Regions from separate parts of the Triticum aestivum genome. Here region 1 is linked to region 2. A link is a contact called in public Hi-C data. All regions are on one chromosome and are shown on one strand. Each heading gives the region's core, a stretch centred on a gene start, on an enhancer-like site or on the middle of the called end of the contact. The rest is flanking DNA. Distances are from core to core; before and after follow the strand shown. Region 1 holds the start of LOC123120395 (calcium uniporter protein 6, mitochondrial). Region 2 holds the start of LOC123120389 (ethanolamine-phosphate cytidylyltransferase).

What was found. Hi-C and Micro-C count contacts between places; a contact is called where the count stands out from the background.
Region 1: a contact with region 2 is called in a Hi-C map of leaf, with 5 times the contacts expected there. The contact joins the promoter of LOC123120395 here to the promoter of LOC123120389 in region 2. A contact is called at or near these places in 2 of 5 Hi-C or Micro-C datasets (both in leaf).

What each region holds. Positions count from the first base shown.
Region 1 is chr5D:237,747,817-237,753,972 of IWGSC CS RefSeq v2.1, reverse strand. It overlaps LOC123120395 (calcium uniporter protein 6, mitochondrial), which reads right to left and starts at 4,899. Exons shown (of 2, transcript XM_044540377.1): 1 at 4,438-4,899; 2 at 1,708-2,331. The coding sequence starts at 4,779. The coding sequence ends at 1,876. LOC123120394 (probable galacturonosyltransferase 7) reads left to right here. Exons shown (of 9, transcript XM_044540374.1): 8 at 1-350; 9 at 562-1,372. The coding sequence ends at 831.
Region 2 is chr5D:236,962,881-236,969,474 of IWGSC CS RefSeq v2.1, reverse strand. It overlaps LOC123120389 (ethanolamine-phosphate cytidylyltransferase), which reads left to right and starts at 1,525. Exons shown (of 9, transcript XM_044540366.1): 1 at 1,525-2,045; 2 at 2,518-2,753; 3 at 3,600-3,781; 4 at 4,445-4,516; 5 at 4,698-4,765; 6 at 4,951-5,071; 7 at 6,001-6,066; 8 at 6,159-6,281. The coding sequence starts at 1,720.

The DNA of each region.
Region 1 (6,156 bases), core at 3,650-6,149, 780 kb before region 2:
ATCATTCTCAGCCTCTCCGGAGGCAGATGAAAACTGAGTACATATCTGTTTTTGGCCATTCACATTTCCTCTTGCCTGATCTTCTTCCTAGCTTGAATAGAGTAGTTGTTCTAGATGATGATATGATTGTCCAGAAAGACTTGTCATCTCTTTGGAACCTCAATATGGGAGACAAAGTAATAGGCGCTGTACAGTTCTGTGGAGTTAGATTAGGTCAGTTGAAAGCTTATGTAGAGGAAAACAATTTCGACGCGGATTCATGCGTGTGGTTCTCTGGTCTGAATGTAATTGAATTGGAGAAATGGAGGGATCTTGGCATTACCAGCTTGCATGATCAATCGCTTCAAAAGGTCAGTTAACTTGCCATTCCTCTGACAATCCTATCGAAAGAAAACTGTATACCTTATTAATTTGTTGACATATGGGAAAACGTGTAGTTTCTTCTGGTAATCCTAGATGGCTAGGACTATCCTTTTCCTGTGATATCCTTTGTCATAATTATTTGTAGTGAACATAACTTGTCTGATGTATTTATTACCTTCACTTCTGTTGTTCCAACAGGATAGTTCGGTATCACATAGACTTGAGGCACTCCCTAGAGGTTTACTTGCCTTTCAAGACCTGATATATCCTTTGAAAGGTTCATGGGTTCAATCCGGTCTTGGATACGATTATGGAATTAGCCGTATCGACATAGAAAAGGCGGCTACTCTGCACTACAATGGTGTCATGAAACCTTGGCTTGATTTGGCAATACATGATTACAAGAGCTACTGGAGAAAGTATATGACTAATGGGGAGAGGTTCATGGCAGAATGCAATATACATTAATGGCAATGACATGAGACGTAGCACAGTTGCACAGTCTGCATTTGTGGGAGTTTGAAGCAGCAAACAGCATGAACTTGCTTCCACGAAGGGATATTTTTTCAGAGAAACGGGATGCAGTATTTATGATGTATCAAGTGCACCTCCGGTGACCATGGTGGCACCGCGTCAATTCGAGGAAGGAAAATAAACTAAATTGGTTTCCTGCCAGAACACTACAGTTAGGAGGCCAGAAGCACAACAGCATGAAACCTGTTTATTATAGAGTCAGATGAGTCTTTTCATTTGCACAGCTTGGAACCGCAAAAGTGCAGTTCTATGCTGATCATTTTTTGTACAAATTCTTTCGTGCTATTCTTTTTGCCCATTGTGCAAGAGCTACACTGAGGGATGCCAATGTTCAGTGCTACACGGCGTGTAAAGAGAACAAATGCCTCAGCCTGCAGCAATTCGCTTTGTTATTATGGGATGGAATTGTTGATCTCTGTTGATGACATCATAAATGTATGTTTGTCGGCACTGTCATGTTTTTGTTGCGTTTTCAGGTTTTCTTTTTTTCTTGTGTGCTGTGCAATCCCCATTCTGTTTTGTAAAGGAAATTTAAGACGTCACATGGTTGTTCCTCAGAAAGGTTGCAACCTGGTCATTTAACATAAATCTGATACAGATAGGAACTCATATAAGTAGTACTCCCTCTGTTTCTAAATATAAGACTTCCTAAAGATTTCAATAGGTACTACATACGGATGTATATAGACGTATTTTAGAGTGTAGATTCACTCATTTTGCTCTGTATATGGTCCGTATTGAAATCTCTAAAAAGACTCATATTTAGGAACAGAGGGAGTAGCTTTCAACTTCAAACATAGAGAACCATAATGGCATAATGACAGTGGCACATCACTGAGATTAGCCTTTAGTATGTCTGTAAGATTAATCTAGCAGGTAACTGGTGACTTCTGCAAAGATGTAGCGAACACTTCGGAAGCTACATATGTGCCTATTGCCCAATCCAGAGAGTCCAGCTGGGAAACTCTAGCCCTGGCGTTACAAGTTGTGAAGCTTGGGGCCATGAGGATAGTGGCCTTCGAGAGGGCACTTGCAATGCATGTGCAGCTCCAGGTACCTGTCCATGTCGAACCTGTGCTTGGCGCAGAGCTTCCTCCTCCTGGACAGGAAGAGCCTCTCCATGAAGTCCTGGTACGTCGGGTCCCTCGATGTCACGAGGAAGTAGGTGTAGCTGACGAGCAGGCCGGACGCGGTGGTGAAGAAGGCGATGGGCTCCATCACGTCCCACGAGAGCTCCCAGAAGGTGAGGCGGAAGAAGAGGCCGATCTGGGACATGATCAACCCCAGGCCGGACCAGAGGATGCGCCGGACCTGCTTGTGCGCCAGCTTGTCGATGCCGTCCTTCTTCTCCTGGAGCTGCCTCAGCTCCTCTCTCCTTGGGTCGTCCTCCACCTCGAGGGCCAGCGGCACCGCTCTTCTCACCAGGTCCACCACCTACACAATGGTGATACGGCCCATCAGTGCAAGCTTCAGCTTGACGAAATTTGACCCGGCTGCATCTTTTGGGCTTCTTGCTCAGTTTTCCCCCCTCTGAAGCAAGCAGAGATTTCCCCTGATTTCTGTGATCAGAAACCAGGACTTCTGTGCATCTTGTGCATTAAAAGTTAAAATCAAAATCTTCAACTCTCAGCAAATTGTTCAGAGTGATACTTAATACTTGTTCAACTAAAAAAAAGGCCCAAAACGGTTGCTTCTCCACAGTTGAAAGCAACAAAAACAATCTTACTCATGGTGTAGTCCTTGTGGATACATTTATTAAAGATTTTGTGGGCTTATAGCTCATGGCTCAAAGAATAAAGTAATAAAGTTCATGTCATGTCGATGCTTAGATGTTTTAAGTGGCGTGGGCGTCATCTAAATAGGATTACAAGAATCCGCTTTACGGATTAGAGCATCCTATGATCTTGGTTCTGACCGACCAGTGACCAGGGAACGTGAAGACTGAAGGTCCTTGCTGTTCAGGAGGCCTGGAAAAGAACACCTCTTGCTCTTATTTCTACAACATTTTTAGTTTGATGAATTACGACAAATTCCAGCTACATCTTGATTTTTCTTACTTTTGTTCCCTCTCGGTTAAACCCAATGGTAAGTAGTGTTCAACATTTGTTTGTTTATTAAGGTGTGGAGGAGGACTTCCAGTACACAAGTAATGTGTCAGACGTGAGAGTCGAACCTGGGTTGGCTAAGGCTAACCCACCAAGTTGATTGTGGAATCCTAAGAGCCTCCAAATCCCTAGCGTCTAGTATTGGGTGCCAAGCTTGACCTTAGGAGTACCATTTTTCATATCTTTTAGCGTTGGTGCTAAGTCAATTTCTCTCACCTTTAGCGTCTAAGACGCGGATGCGCTAATACAGAACAATACAATTATATAACAATAGTCGATGCGCTAAAACTGTAATAGGATAATGTGATTGATTTGGATTCAAAAGGAATCGCGCGGGGGCCTTTCAATCAATGGAAAATAAAATAAACAACAGTCAACGCAAGCTAATCAATTTTGAATATAATCTTGAATATGAACATGTGAAAATCTTCGTTCACCAACAAAACAACATTTGCAACAGGAATGCACCAACCCTAATCCATACATTTCCTAATTTGACAATACTGGCCGGCTGCAACTAGAAAATCATTTGCAGGTATGGGAAAATTAACAGACATACTAGCAGGAATGATAAAGGTTAATCTAACGGGCGCCTGAAAATCTAAAAGGGGCAATCGGTTTCTAACTCTTTATCTCAACCGTTGGATCATGATCCAACGTCTAGGGCTTCATCTTCAACCTCAAGTATGCACTGTCTTCCTTCTTCCTCATCACTCGATCTTTCTCTTCCCAACCATCCCCATGGACCACCGGCCGAACCGACAGCCACCACCACCCGCGGCCAGTGACGCTCCCGCGCCAGCCTCGCCGCCCCACCCTCCCCTCAACCGCCGGCCAATCGTCGTGCTACCGCCACCCCCGGCCATTCCTCTAGCGCCGACTATGGACCAGTTTTTTTCGGCGAACCTACACCACCCCCAACCCCTAACATAGATAATGAGATCGTAGTCACCCTAAGATAAATAGTGGGGTCGCCTGCCACCCTAAGATAGACCCAGAGGGGTTCTCTAGCGAGCTTCTTCCTTCCATTCGGCAAGCTTCTCCGTTCCCTCCAGCTGTTCCTTCCTTCACGCAAAATTCAACTGGCCCAAATTCTAAATTCAGACGACTTACATATAGCTATTGTGAAATCTAACACACGTGTGATCGATCAAGATTTAATTAGTTGTGAGGCAACCAAGGCCCGGATTTGTTTCAAATTTGTCGATCCTCCCGCGCTTAGCAAACTGACCTGCTAATCAAATGTGTGCTACAAGACATGGTACAGATCTCTAGGAGCTGTATTCGGGACAGACGGTGGTGATAGGAGGTGCCTAGACACCCGGGTTCTGGAAGGCCTATCTCAGAAACGAAAATGTGCCTGAAGAATGTCCATTTCGTTTCCTTAAAAGTCAAAAGCAGGGTTTTTGAAAGAAAGAAAGAAACAAGATGCGACCTTCTCGGGGTGGAGGTAGGCCTTGTCCCTGAAGAGCAGCAGGACGCCGGCGTCGTCCATGGCCCGCGCGAGGCCCTCCGCGTCATCGCGGGTGCGCGCCGCCCCGGCCTCCACGCACGCGTCGAGGAGCTCCCCGTAGCCGATCGCCTCGCGTGGCCCGTCCCGCAGCCGCCGCTTCAGCGCCTCGACCCCGACGAGCCGCACCAGCCGCCGCGCCTCGGACGCCGTCACCGGCGGGTCCACCCGCGGCGGCTGCGGCGGCGGCGAGTAGAGGCGTCGGAGCGCGTGGGGCGAGCCGGGCGGGCAATGCGCGCGGAGGCGGGAGGCGGCCGCGCGCCACATGGTCGAGGCCTGCGCTGCGCTGCGTGTGAGGTGTGAACAAGGCGGAGTGGAAGACGATCGATCTCTCTCGAGCTGCCTCTACTTGTGGGGTTTTGGACCTTCTCCACCTTCCATCTCTTGCGATTGTGTGCCAGCGACGTGGTGATGGCTTCACGGCGGGGGAAAGAATCCATCTGCAAAAGCGGGAAAGAAAAGTGCGTGGCGTGTTTGGGAGATTTGGGGCGCCATCGCCTGCCAGCGTCTTTTTGTTTCGGGTTCTTCCATTTTTGCGCACGTTTTTCTCGCTTATATACAGATAAATACAAATGTTTTTTGTTACTCCTATGTAAAGTGCATCTTGCGGGTGGTGTGATGTGATTTGAGCGCGTCTGTTTTCATGTCACGGCTCGAGAGCGTGTGTATCCTTCTTTTGCGAGGAAGGTCGCATCTATATCTATAATATCTACATCAATTAATCATGGCCATCAAACCATGTCAATTTAACAACGTAAAATGGTGAACGCTTAACATGTTTAACATGTAATTAATATCATATTAAATATAAATACATGTACTAATCACAAAATTATCTCGTGACTGATATTATACATAAAATTAACGTACAATTAATTTTCTTCTCAATATCAATGTACATTACACGTATGCATTTACTAGTTTTCAAAAGTGGCAACGCAGCATATAAAATCAGCAAGGAGAGGAGCCCATCAATCCTACTGGTTAGCTCCGTCCAAGTCCAGAAAGAATTTGTGCCCTCCCTGCCTGAAAGAACAGCCCAACAGATCATTCAACAATGAGTTAAATATGTTGGAGGTGCCTCAACTTGTCCTGCGCGGTCAATTTATAGTGCCTAAAGTTGCAAAATGCATAAAACGGGTGCTCGAACTTGTCCGGCCGTGCAAATATGGTGCCTCCATTCGTATCCAGACGTACGTCCAGCCCATGTGGCGTGCCAATGTGGCGGTGGCCCAACTGTCAGTGGCTGGGAGCAGGGAAGTCGCTAGGTGGCCCAGACATGAGGATTTAAAAAAACTCTCAAATTTCACTTAATCACATGGGAAAGCCCCACAAATTTATGGATTATGTTGCACGCATAGGGGGTCCATCAGGCCATACTGTGTTAGTAGATATAGACTAAGTCAAACTTTATATATTGCGTTGTTATGCAAAATGTAATTTTGGAGCACCGGCACATTGTGCCCATTTTTTCGAAGGTCAAAGAAACAGATTTTTACAGCTAAAAAACAGATTTTCGAAGTTAAAAGACAAGTACTACAAGACGGCGGTTCGACCCGCAATGTTGTATGGCGTTGAGTGTTGGCCGACTAAAAGGCGACATGTTCAACAGTTAGGTGTGGCGGAGATGCGTATGTTGAGATG
Region 2 (6,594 bases), core at 276-2,775:
ACCTAAGATCCAAGAAAAATAAAGTAACTCTTATGATTAAGAATTACAATGCAATCTCTTGAAAACACTTTTTTCGCGTATCAATCTTTGCTTAAATTTTTTTACTCCAAAGACTTCGGTAAAGAGGCTATAATTGGACCTAAGCAATGATGTTGTCACTCCTTCACCCACACGAACATTATAAATAATGGTTTTTGAAAGCGTCTTGATCTTTTTTTGGATTGTCTTCTTTAGGATCTTCCCTAGAATACGTGACAGACTTAAGACAATAGTGTTTTACATGCCCTAATTCTAAACTCGGAGCACCATAAGCCATGTGTGGAAAAAAAATGCATCGGCATTGAATGGACGGTGAAGGCTAAGTTCCAATGGTTCTTATGCCGAGGATGGATCGGCGGGCGCTGGTATGGTGTTAAGAGATGACAAGGGTGCTATCATTTTCTCTTCATGCAGGGAACTCTTTTCGTGTCGGGATGCGCTTGAAACTGAATTATGTGCACGCACGAATTCGCCATTCAAAGAAGTGACATGCCAGTGGAGATCGAGATGGACTCGCTTATTGCTGTGAAACTGATCCAAGCTAAGGATGTTGATAGACCGATCTACTCGTTGCTCATCAAGGAGATTAGCTTTCTCATGTATTTTCGTGAAAACATGTACTCCCTCCATTTTAAAATATAGTGCCCCCGTGCTTCCTGAGGTTTAACTTTGATAATAAATTTAACCAACAAGACCGACTGCGGCGGGAGAAAAAAATTATATAATTGAAAACTTCGAATACGAATTCACTGGTATAACTTTTGCTCCCGCCGCAGTCAGTCTTGTTGGTTATATTTATGGTCAAATTTGAAGCACGAGAATAGAGGAAGCACTATATTTTAAAACGGAAGAAGTATTACTCATGTAAGTCATAGCTAAAATAAAGTTAGCGATAAGATAGCAAAGTTTACTCGTTTAGAGGCAAGAATCATGACGTGGCTTGGTTCGGGTTGCTATCGACCTTGCTGCGATTGAATGTTAAGACCTTTTGATTTGAGTAATGCATGTTTTCAAAAAAAAAAGGAATGGACGGTGAAGGCGACCGTACATAGGGTCGACAATGCCACATTTTATCATACAATGTTACCAAACTTGTCTAAGGTTAGTTTTTTTAAAATGAAAGCCATAAGTTGGTAAGCCTAAGGGAATTTTACCACATTTTTATGTGTATCATGTAGGATCATAGTGTATTTTGCCTAAGGTATGGCTTAAACCAAGCATCCATCTAAGTTAATCAAACTTGCTTAACTTGAGATGCGGCAATCTTTGACAATCTTAGTCACAAACCAAACAGCCCAAAATATCCTGAATCTACAGGCGGGAAGTCGGCAAGAGCAAGACCCTCCGTACCGACGCGTGTGCCGACCATGATAGCTCCTCTAGGCTATGGCGCACCGACGCGTGCGTAGAGGGACCACTGACACATCGGTCCCACGCGACAGAGGCTCCCGCATCTTCCCTGCTAAACCGCAGCCCCGCTACGCACACGCGGCAAAGTTACACCGGAACCGCATTCGCAGGCCGCTTTCGTCGCCGCCAGCACCACCACGCCTCCTCAACCTCCCATGGTGGTTGCCCCCCGAGCCGCACGCCCCAACCACCCCTAACCCTAGATCCCGCCACACTCACCCCGCACACGCACTCTCACTCTCCCACTCCGCCTGCTTGTCAGTTGTCACTATGGAGGCCGGGAGCAGCAAGGCCAGGCTGGCGGTGGCGTGCGCGATCGGCGGAATCGTGCTGGGCGCGGCCGTCGTGGCGCTCCACGTCGCCGGGCCCGTGGCCGTCCCGGGCCTGCCCCCGCTCGACGCGCTGCGCCGCCGGTTCCGCCGTCGCCGCCGCCCCGTGCGCGTCTACATGGACGGCTGCTTCGACATGATGCACTACGGCCACTGCAACGCGCTGCGCCAGGCGCGCGCGCTCGGCGACCAGCTCGTCGTCGGCGTCGTCAGCGACGACGAGATCACCGCTAACAAGGGGCCGCCCGTCACGCCGCTCAACGAGAGGTGCTAGGTCGTTAATTACCCCGTCCCTTTGTGTAGCGGCTGTCGCCTTTTTAACTCCCACACGTGGTGAGGTGTTCTCACGCATCCGCACAGCTTGCTCCAGCATTTCATTGCGTTTTCTTTTTTGAATTTTAAGTTTTTAACCCCTGGCCAAGTAGATGCTACGATGTCAACGCTTGAGCTATGTTTGCCTAGATATTGCTGGAGAAACAATTGCTGCACGGCACGAGAGATTTGAATTGTACAATTTGTGTTCCATTTAGTATTTAATGGATTTATGGGCACTGGATAGACTGTGATAATGCGCTAAATATCCGAATCATAAATGTGTGTGCAAATTATGTAGCACTACTTTAGTTACATTTTTTTCCACCTCCCACTAATTATCCTATAAACTCTCATGTAACTAACGCTGTGGGTAGTAAGAATCTGCAATTTGTTATTTCTAATCTTTCCTTTCTGTGTAATACAGAATGGTGATGGTGGGCGCAGTGAAATGGGTGGATGATGTCATTCCAGACGCGCCGTATGCCATAACTGAAGACTTCATGAACAAGCTATTCACTGAGTATAATATAGATTACATCATCCATGGCGATGATCCTTGTCTGCTCCCAGATGGCACCGACGCATATGCCCTTGCCAAAAATGCTGGCAGATATAAGCAGATTAAAAGAACTGAGGGAGTGTCTACAACAGACATTGTCGGTATGGATTCTGCTTTTGTTTTCTGTTCCTGTACTTTACTGTTAACATTTGCTTTACCATAACAAAATTGGAGTCTGAAACTTCTATGGCAAGCGGATATCTAGGCTCTAGTTCTGAGTTGCAATTATCTTTGAGAACCAAATCTTATAGTGATCTCCAATATTGCAATTTATTATTGATCAACTAGAAACCTATTTGTTGATGAGACTATCATTCACTAGATTTTCTTTCCCGATTTCTTGTGGTGCTCCACTTTTATAAAGCACTCGAAATAGTGCCATATTATTATGAGCGCAAGGAAGGAACAATCGAATAGGTTGTCCCCAGGAGTCACCCTTTTCTTGTTCCAGGCATCACATCCAACATAAGGGCCTCTTTGATTCGCAGGATTTTGAAAACGCTGGAATAGGAAAAGTGTAGGATTGGAGTGGCATGCCCACTTGAATCCTATAGTATTAGCAAGCAGTGTTTGATGCCACAGGAAAAACAAAGGAATTGTAAAAAGTGGTTGGAGTGGATGTTAGATTTCCTATGAGATATAGTACAAAAGATTCCATAGGAAAAAAAATTATGGGATCTAATCCTATGAATCAAAGGACCAACATAAGAAAAATTCCTAAGGATTTCAATCCTCCAAAAATCCTATATAACTCCTTTGAATCAAAGGAGTTCTTAAGTTGCTGCTATATGATTATTCTATTTACTGGCCTGGATGCTATGGTCGCATGGAATACACATTTATCTTGAATTTTTGGGAACCAATGAATTGCTCATTTATAGTGAAGAAACTGCTTATGGCAGTGAAAATATTTATTCTCACTGTGAAATCATCTTTTTTCATTGCAGGAAGAATGCTTCTTTGTGTTAGAGAGAGATCAGTTTCTGATAGGCACAACCACTCTTCACTACAGAGGCAGTTCAGTTCTGGGCATGGTCAGAAGATTGACGATAGTGGGTCTGGAAGTGGAACTAGAATATCTCATTTTCTTCCTACATCTCGGCGGATAGTTCAGTTCTCAAATAGCAGGGTATAACTTTCTCATGAATTGAATATTGTTTATGTTCTTTGATGAATATTCTACGAGGCACCACAGCACGGCTTAGCAGTTGGCACCTAGTCTTGATCTTAGAAGCAACTTCTAGGTATGTTAGTCCTTCTGAAAACTGCACTTTTTTCATGGTGAGATTGTGTGAGAGAGTGCTACCTTGAGTTCCTCTTGTAGTTCAAAGGTACTCCGTATGTGCTAAATGTCCGATGACCGATATTTAACTTCCTGGAACATCAGTTTTTGCATGTTCATGTAGTTATTGGACATAATAAAGATATTTTCTTCGGTGGGAGGGAGTACAGAGCGCCTGCTCTACTGTTAACTTGTGCCCTGTCAATTAGTTAATTGCGATCTGATTGCGGAAGTGTGGCAGCAATAGATGAATTGTTTAATAGTACTTAGACAAGTTCAGGGGCGATTCTCGCATCCACAATAAAACATCCAATCCTTGAAGTATCAGAAAAAAACCATATGTTTGTTATTCAGTTATCTATTACATGAGCATACAGTGTAACTGTATGTTTGTTTCATTTCTGTAAATGTGGTGATAATAAGTGCTTTTTAACTGAATAAAACTGTTTCCCTCTTTCCAAACTTTTGCTACAGTTCATTCTGTATTGACTGTAAGCTTTACCAATGTAGGGTCCAGGACCAGATTCTCGGATAGTTTACATAGATGGTGCATTTGATCTGTTCCATGCTGGGCATGTTGAGGTAAATACAAGAAGGAAAACATCATCTGTCTCAGCATTCAGCCGCACTTCCCATATTCGCATGTTGGCTCTACTTATATTTTTTCTTCTTATTGCAAGGAAGCAATAAAGCAAACTGAACTTTCCTTTCCAAATCATAGCACTGCAAACTTTCTTTTCTATTTATAGTTTCTTCTACGTAGATATTGCGACTTGCTCGAGGGCTTGGAGATTTCTTGCTTGTTGGTATTCACACGGATCAGACCATAAGGTAATATACGATGGTTGCTTCCTCTTCTCTTCTTCCAATCCTTTACGAGGTACAGTATGTGTACGGTTTATTCAATTGTCCAAGTTTACAATGTGCATTTGTTTTGAAGCCTACCATTTCTACTTAGTTCATTCAACATTATATTCAGTCTAGATTTTGCTGTTGATGTTTATTATATTGGTTAGTTCTACACGAGGACCACATCGCCCAATCATGAATCTTCATGAGCGAAGTTTGAGTGTCCTAGCCTGCCGTTATGTTGATGAAGTAATCATTGGTGCTCCATGGGACATTTCAAAAGACATGGTGAGTTGCCTACTCTACTCTAAACCATGACATTATCTTATTGTAGTATAAAATGCTTGATGTATTCGTTGTACTATTTCCTCGAACACTGCACTTAAGGCTAGTCATTGAGTGCCCACACTCTGCTAAGGATAAGAAACATGTATCCTAGCACGTCGAGCCGTCTTTCTAAGGCTCAGTTAGTCTGCCTTCTCCTTGGCCTCACCTATGCTGGGCTCTGCCTCAGCAGCTGTGCTTGGTCTACACACCATATCAGTGGCTTTGCTGCTTCGCCTGGCTGCGCTTCAGTGTGATACTTGTCATGATTTGTGTTGAAGTATTTATTTGCTGAGAGTTGTTTTTTCTTCCAAAATAGTCTTCTACTCCCTCCGTTCCTAAATATAAGTATTTTTAGAGATTTCAATATGGACTACATATGGATGTTATATTTAGGAACGGAGGGAATAGCTCTTTAAAGGAGATAGAAATGTAGAATAGGGAGGTGGGAGGGGTGAATAAACCACCGTCATTATTGTAGCCACTGCCCCCATCAACTCTACTATTTGCAGTACCAATTACTAAACGGATCCATTCGTACACACATTGCATAGAACATGACACTTACGCTGTGCCAGTAAAACTCACAATTCCACATGAGCTATTAAATTTTGATAGAAATACATGCTGGCTTGGCCTGGTCCCAAGTTTTACTTTGGTGGCACAAGTTTTTTTTTTCACAAGCTAGTATAGTTAAAGTCAGTAGACATTCTTTCTTTCTTGGCTTGGTCCCAAAGTTTAGTTATGTCAACTAGGTTTGAGGTAGATATATGTCAGGACTGTGGATTGAACCAAATTATTTAAAATCATGAGCTGCAATTTTAGCTATGAATATCAGGTCATATTTGTGGGGGTTTATGCCAGGAGTTCTCTAACTTCATTTTTCTGTGCAGATTACAACATTTAATATTTCATTAGTCGTTCAAGGAACAATTGCTGAGAACATGGATTTTGCAAAGGTAATCACGTAGAGTTTCTTTTCCAATAATATTTCTTAGAAAATCCTAATGTGGAACATAACATTCGTTATTTACTATGGCCATTCGTGCAGGACGAGTCACATCCATATGCTGTCCCAATGGATATGGGTATTTTCCGCAGATTGGAAAGCCCTTTGGATATCACTACTAGTACTATTATAAGGAGGATAGTTTCTAACCATGAAGCCTACCAGGTAACTACCGTAGTGTTGTATCAGATTGCTGGGCTGAATTTGGTCTCTTATCAATAATGTGATTTTTCTTTTGTCTTCTTATCAATAATGTGCACACGTGAGCTGTTTTATACTGATGTTATGATAATGAATTGATGCTCTGGTGAAGCTTTCTCCTGTGTGTAGTTTTGTACTTATGTACATTAAATATTTGTCTCCTGGGACCAATATTTCCTGCTATGTCTTATGCTCTGTTGTTTGATGTGGTTCCCATTTATGCTGGTCCATTGATCTTGTGTGGTTTTTACTCACTTTCTCTGTGGTGTTGCTTTGT